Regions from separate parts of the Macaca mulatta genome. Here region 2 is linked to region 1. A link is a contact called in public Hi-C data. All regions are on one chromosome and are shown on one strand. The core of a region is the stretch at or near the end of the contact, and the rest is flanking DNA. Distances in the headings are between cores, read along the strand shown. Region 1 overlaps CORO1C (coronin 1C). Region 2 holds the start of CORO1C (coronin 1C).

Evidence for each region. A called contact is a pair of places that touch in the nucleus more often than the background predicts.
Region 2: a Hi-C map of fetal cortex germinal zone shows a contact between it and region 1, with 2.9 times the contacts expected there. The contact joins the promoter of CORO1C here to the enhancer-like site in region 1. A contact is called at or near these places in 4 of 14 Hi-C or Micro-C datasets (blood, fetal cortex germinal zone, fetal cortical plate and 1 more).

The regions. Positions count from the first base shown.
Region 1 is chr11:115,826,893-115,830,102 of T2T-MMU8v2.0, reverse strand. All of the region lies in intron 2 of CORO1C (coronin 1C), which reads left to right. Among named protein-coding and RNA genes, the nearest start is that of CORO1C, 40 kb to the left of the region's middle. Within about 2 kb of position 1,607, at least 38 of the 40 cell types and tissues checked have an H3K27ac peak or open chromatin away from gene starts, as enhancers often do. A contact at or near this core is called in blood, fetal cortex germinal zone, fetal cortical plate and 1 more, where this site is marked.
Region 2 is chr11:115,867,292-115,870,501 of T2T-MMU8v2.0, reverse strand. It overlaps CORO1C (coronin 1C), which reads left to right and starts at 1,547. Exons shown (of 11, transcript NM_001265934.1): 1 at 1,547-1,644.

The sequences.
Region 1 (3,210 bases), core at 358-2,857:
TGGTAGGGTGGGATCATTCCTCTGTTCTACAGTTGTAGAAATTGGAACTCAGATTGAGTGGTTGTCTAAGACCGTGAGGTTGTTTGTGGATTAGAACTTAGGTTGCTGTATCCTTATTTGATTTGTACATGTATATTTTTCTTAATTTTTTTTCTGAGTGTGAACAATTTTTTTTTTTTTTTTTTTTTTGGTATAGAATCTGTGATCTAGCCGGGCACGGTGGCTTACTCCTGTAATCCCAGCGCTTTGTGAGACCGAGGCAGGTGGATCACCTGAGGTCAGGAGTTCGAGACCAGCCTGGCCAACATGGTGAAACCCCGTCTCTACTAAAAATACAAAAATTAACTGGGCATGGTGGCACATGCCTGTTATCGCAGCTACTCGGGAGGCTGAGACAGGAAAATGGCTTGAACATAGGACACAGAGGTTGCAGTGAGCCGAGATCATGCCATTGCACTCCAGCCTGGGCGATAGAGCAAGACTCTGTCTCAAAAAAAAAAAAAAAACAAAAAAAACCTGTAGTCTAATGGACACTGAATCCTTTGCATTCTTTCTCTGGGATTAGAGAGTTTAATAACAAAAACAGTAACTTGTCAGGTCTTTCATTCTGTCAGTTCAGAGAATTGTCTTAGGTTTGGAAAATACTTGGTCTATACCATGCCTTGTGAGGACACAGTGGCAGTGATGAAATTGCAGCAGTTCACATTTGTTGCGGGCTTCCTTTAAGTGCCAGGCGCCATGCTGATAAGTGCCTTCTTTCATGGGCTACTTGAGAGGGAATGGCAGTCTCCTGACGGTGCTTTTCTGTGTGATCCGCAGTCTCTGCCAGCACCTGCTGGATTTGCATTGGCTGCATGTCCGCCTTACTGTGCATTGCTGACAGGCAATTTCCATTTCTACACATTGCGGTACTCTGTTTTAGACAACAGTGGCAGTGCCGGTAGCCCTTTGTACAGATGTGGATGTTTGGCACTTGGTAGCTTTGGTGTTAGGGGCAGAGGATTTTGTTCGGAGCCGGCCAGTGTCCTGTCATGTCATGGGATGCCCATTCACTGCCTCCTGAAATAGATTCTGTCTGATGCCTGGAGCACCTTCAACTGCCAAGTGTATGGGCTGTGAAAAGCTGGGGGACAGGACTGGGAGGGATGGGAGGATGCAGGGGGAGGGCACCAGGTGCAGAACAATGACTTCCAAATTATGTCACGAGCTGCCAGCCACACGAGCGCGGCCTGGCCTCATTACCACATGAAGTGCCACAGAAGGGCCTTTTCATTTTCTCCTTGTGACTGTGTTTTCCACAGTCTTGCTGAGAGGGGTGGGGTGGGCACCCTGCTCACTCCCAGTTAACAATGGAGCACAAAGTCCTGGCAGAAGGAACTTCCCAATGTACCCCGGGGCTATTTTTGATGACAGTGAGTGGCTGTGACTCACTGTAAGTGTGTGCCCTGGCAGATGATGGTTTCCACCCCACCCCCTCCCCTGGAGATGAGCAGGCAGCCTTTGTGCGTTTCCTTGGCCAGCTTCTCCTGCTGCTGCAGTTCACTGATATGTCCACAGCAGCCGGCCCGCAGGCCTGACAGGGCTCTGACAGTGGTTTTTACCATATATGGCCATCAGAGCGCTGTGGCTGTCAGCCGGCCAGGATAATTTCCTTCCTTTGCTTTGATTGGCTGCACGGGTGGCTCAGAGAATGGTGGGATCTGAGAGTGTGTGGTGAAGAGAAGCCACTGAGTCAAGTGCAAAGAACGTTTAACTCTTTCCTGGGTTTGTGGAGTGCGCCTGTCTGTGCTAAGCAGGCCGGCAATTGCTGCCAGCCGAAGCCCTCACTGTGTAAACATGGTAACCCCAGTCTGGGAAAGCTGCTATCTCTCTGGTAAAGAAAGGTATCTGAATACACATTACTCTGAAATAAACTGAAGGTGTCATGAACACATTTCTGCAGTCATGGAAGCCACCTTACAACCTAGAAGCCACCTTACAACCACATGTAGCAAATCATCTGCTCCTGCTAAGTTGAGTACCTTTGGCAGTTAGGGATGGGACCTGAGTTGAGTCCGGGGAAGGCTGAGCTGAGAGGGCGTGTGATGGAAAACATGTCTGCTTTCTTGGAGGAACAGTGACTTGGGTTTCATTTCTGGCTGGCTGAATTGAGTCTATACTACAGTCCTCTTGCTTTTGTGAACTGACTGAATCATGGAGCCCAAGGCATTGGCCTCCCACCCCCCAAAAAAGGTTGTAATATTTTTATATTTTTCATCTCCAAGGAGGGTGGATTTTCATTCAGAGGCCTGTGGATTAAACCAGTGCAGAGCTGCAACGGGAAGGGTTAGCCCTGGAGCTCTTCAGCATTCACAGAGCGTTTCAGTAGATCAGTCTCCAGTGTCATTTGCTTACTATGAGGGCTTAGACAACCAGTTTCTCTATTTTCTAATTTGATATTGAATGCTTTAATTTCCCATATTGCATTTACATCTATAGTTCTTTTGCTTTTCAACTTTTGCTTTCCAGCTCAATTTTACTTTAACTAGATTCTGCCTCATCTTGGGTTCCAAGTTTTTATTTGTTCTTAGCCCAGAAGTATCATATGGAATTACTTGTGTGCAATAATGAGCAGAAAGTATTAGGTTTTCACTTTATAAATTCTTTAAGTCAGGAAGTTAGGAAATACAGCTACTCTGGTTGCTATCGCATATTTGGGCAAGGTGGAGTAAGGAAATGTTAACTTTTCTGTGTTTTTGCTTTCTGATAATAAAATGTTTGTAGTTTTACAATAACTTCCCTCAGGTTCTTAATTGATTTTAAAATATGGTCTATTCAGTGTTAAACCTAGTTTTTAGAGAGGATCTGCAATGCTAAAATTATTTGTTTGGCATTTTCACTTCTGTCCAAAAAGACTGCTGTTTTTCACTCACAGGCAGGTGAAGTCTCTACAGGCCCATACTCCCTTTCCCCAGCAGCTTTTGTTTCTAGCTTACCTTACCTTACAGGGTAACTCAATCTGAAGGGTTTATTCCAGAGCACCTCCTTTTACCTCAGGGTTGGTGTTTCTGGTTCCCTTAAAGTAAAGCCGCCTCAGAATGTTTTATTCCTGGGCCATGAGCTGTCACTCTCAGGCACCAGCCTGTGCATAAGTCATATATTGTGTGCGCCCATCTTTTTGGTCTGCTCCTGAGTCTCTGTTTTATTTCTATGTGGCTGTCCCCTTGTCCC
Region 2 (3,210 bases), core at 298-2,797, 40 kb before region 1:
GAAGAGTGCTGAATTCCTCTTATTAGGAGTGGCTGCTTGAAGGCAAAATAAAACCCAACCTTTCATTTTCTTGAGTCCCAGCAGTAGCAGCAACAGGGACTGTCGAGGGTTTATTACAAGCCAGGAACCCTTCTAAGCCTATTACTATTATCCTGGTGTAAAAGTAATCGCGGTTTTTGCCATTCCTTTTAATGGCAAAAAGTAATGCCATGATCATGGCTGCTAATATGCTCTCATGGAACCCTGTGAGGGAGGGGCTGTTATTATCCCCATTTTACAGATAAAGAAACTGACCCTAAGAGAGAATTTGCTGTGATAGCTGTCTTAGTTCAGGTCGAGCCTGATTTAAATAACACACGTTTCTGAGGCCGACGCTTAAAATAAAAAAAATCCCCCTGTGAATGGCAAAGATGTCTTGTTTGGGAAACAAGTAGCCCTACCCCTCAGTCAATTCGGTTCCCCAGGCTCTGTTTTCTCAAATCTCGGTATTTCAGAGCTTAGTATTTCAGAAACGGATTTTGGCTATTAACAGGACAATTTCTTCATGCTAAAGATTAGGGAACTCTGGCCCAGAGAGGTAAGAGAACTATCCCAGGTCACACAGTCTGACGGCAGCAGAGCTGAGGCTCAAATTCCTGTGCTCCGACTTTCAGGCCCGGGCCGCCGAGTTATTAAGGGACTCCGGCCAGGGAAAGGAAGGGAGGAACCCTGAAGTTTCCATTCCCTCACCTGCGAAATGGGGTCAATCACGGGCCCTCTTTGGTGTTACGTGGGTGTGGCCCAGCCCAGGGGCGGACACCCTGCACTAGGAATGTGACAATGGACGGTTCAGGGAGGGCTGGAACTTCGGCAGTCCTCAGGGGAGGTGGTGGGAGTGTGTGACGGAGCCAGGGCGGAGCCTCGGGGGCCAGAGGCGTGGATTCGCGAATTCGGGGCGGGGCTTGAGGTTTAAACGTTGAGATCGGGCAGTGGGCGGGGCTTGAGATGCTAGGAATAGGGTTGCAGTCCTTGGGCGGGGCTTCTGGAAGACGGGGCGGGGCTTTGTGAGGCTGCTGGGCGAGTTCTGAAGCAGTGGGAGGGCAGCCGGGCTTAGGGAACCAGGAGGCTGCTTTAAGGACTTGGATAGGCAGTGCGCGGGGCTCAGAAGAGCTAATGTTCCTGTATTAAGGGATTCTGGGGGAATCTTTGAGGAGCTAGGGGACGTGGCCTCGCAGAGCCTAGCGGGTCAGTGAGCGGGGCTCTAACAACCCGGCTCCGGGGTCTAAGGAGCAGTGGGCGTGGCTCAGAGGCGCCTGTGGGCGTGGCCCTCTGGCCACTCAGATGACTGGAGAGCTGGGCGTGCGCTTGGGCACCGTCTGCATCCCTCGGCACGACCAGAGGGGGCGTAGCAAGGCGTGGAACGTGGGGTGGGAAGCGGGCTTCCCCTCCCGGAAATGGGCGTGGCGTGCCGCAGCCCGGCAGCCCTGGTTGGGCCCCGCGCGGTGCGGGGGCGGGGCCTACACGCGGTGGCGGGGGCGGGGGCGGCTGCCCGCGCCCCTCCCCCTCACAGCGCTCAGTGCCAGGCGGGAGGCGGCAGCGGTTGGAGGCTTCGCCCTGCTTTGCAGCAGGGACTTCGGCGGCGGCGCCTCAGGCACCTCGGCCCGGGTGAGCGGCGCGCGCCCGACGGGGCAGCCTGAGAGCGAGTCGGGCGGGCGGACCTGTCCTCTGAGCCTGTGCCTGCGCGGGCTGACAGGAGCCGGCGGGGCGAGGGGCAGGGCTGGGTGGAGGGGACAGGGCTGGGTGGGCGTGCGGGGCGCGGGTTCACGGGCTGGGGTGCAAGGGGTTAGGCTGGGGGCTGCTGTCGGGGGCTCGGGGAAACGGAGTTGGGGACCGAACCAGGTGGCGTGGGAAGCGTGAAGCAGGGTCCCTGTGGGGAGGAGGCTTTCGAGGTCCGGAACGCTCCTAGCCGGGTGCGGAGCCGCCGGCCGAGGTGGGACGCGGCTGCCCAGGGAAGGCTTTTAGGGGTCAGGGATCGCCTGCTCGGGAGAGGTGCTGGGAGGGAAGGGCTGCTCCGGGCGAGGCGCAGAGCCCTGGGGCTTCAGGCCTGGGGACTGGGTTTGGGCCGCCCCAGGGAGCGAGTGGGTGGGGGCGGGCAGGGGCTGGGCTCACGTGGGGCCAAGGCGAGCTGGGCCCTGCGTCGGGAGGGGCGAGGGTGGCCGCCTGGCCTGCGGGTTTCCTGGCTTTGGGTGCGAGGCCAGCTCTGGGCCCTGCAGATCTCGGTTGGGGGTCAGGCAGGGCGGGGCAGGGCTGGAGCTGGAGTAATGTGGGTGGGGGCGGCTTGGGTAGAGGCTGAGCCTGGCCAAGGGAGCAGAGGGCTGGGACTGGCTGGGGGTTGGGAGGGGAGGAACGAAGCCGGAAGACTGTCGTCCGAGTGAACTGGGTGATTCAGAGGTGTGTTCCCCTAATAGCGGGGCAGCTGGCGAGGGACGCAGTAAAAGGGAGCGAGGTGCAGGTGGGGCCCCGCTGCGCCGAAATGATTGAGGATGAGGTCAGACGTGGAGGGTGGGAATGCAGAAACCGAGCTCTCCCGCCTGTCCCCACCGGCGCACGCTCCCCAGCTCTCCGTCTCTCAAATGATTTGAATGTGTGGGGGGAAGTGGCAGGCTGCGGTGAGAGCCGAGAAGAAAGGGGCTTCCTCTTGGAGGGAGGCGCTGGCCCTGCCATCCTTTTTTGGGAGTGTTCAAAGAATTTTGAACGCTGGAAAAGGAATCGTAGGCTTTACTGCATCACGGTTTAGAAACACATCCTATATTTGGCCGTAATGTAGGCTGCCCTTGTTTTGTGGTGTCTGAAGTGCTTGCTCTAAATGTTGCAAACGTGGGATTCAGAGTGCGAAGCAAATTGCAAGTTGTTCATTTCCCCCGGCATAGTAAGATACAAAGGCTTTTCCCTCCTATAAGACATTTGAAAAGAATTGAATGTAGTGTGCGTTTAATAAACTGGTCTTGGGTGGCGAATATATTTACTCTTGGAAATAGTTATCACAAAATATTAGGCCCTCTTACCGCAGCCTTTCTGCCTGGAATTACATTCTAAAACAGTACTTGTAGGGCTCTTAGTCACTCTATATAATAATGCATCTCATTGTCCTTATCTGGCAGAACGTTCTCCTGACACCAGGGCCTGCTGGAATAGACAGAAACATGATTAAGTATAAGCAGTTGCTTTGTA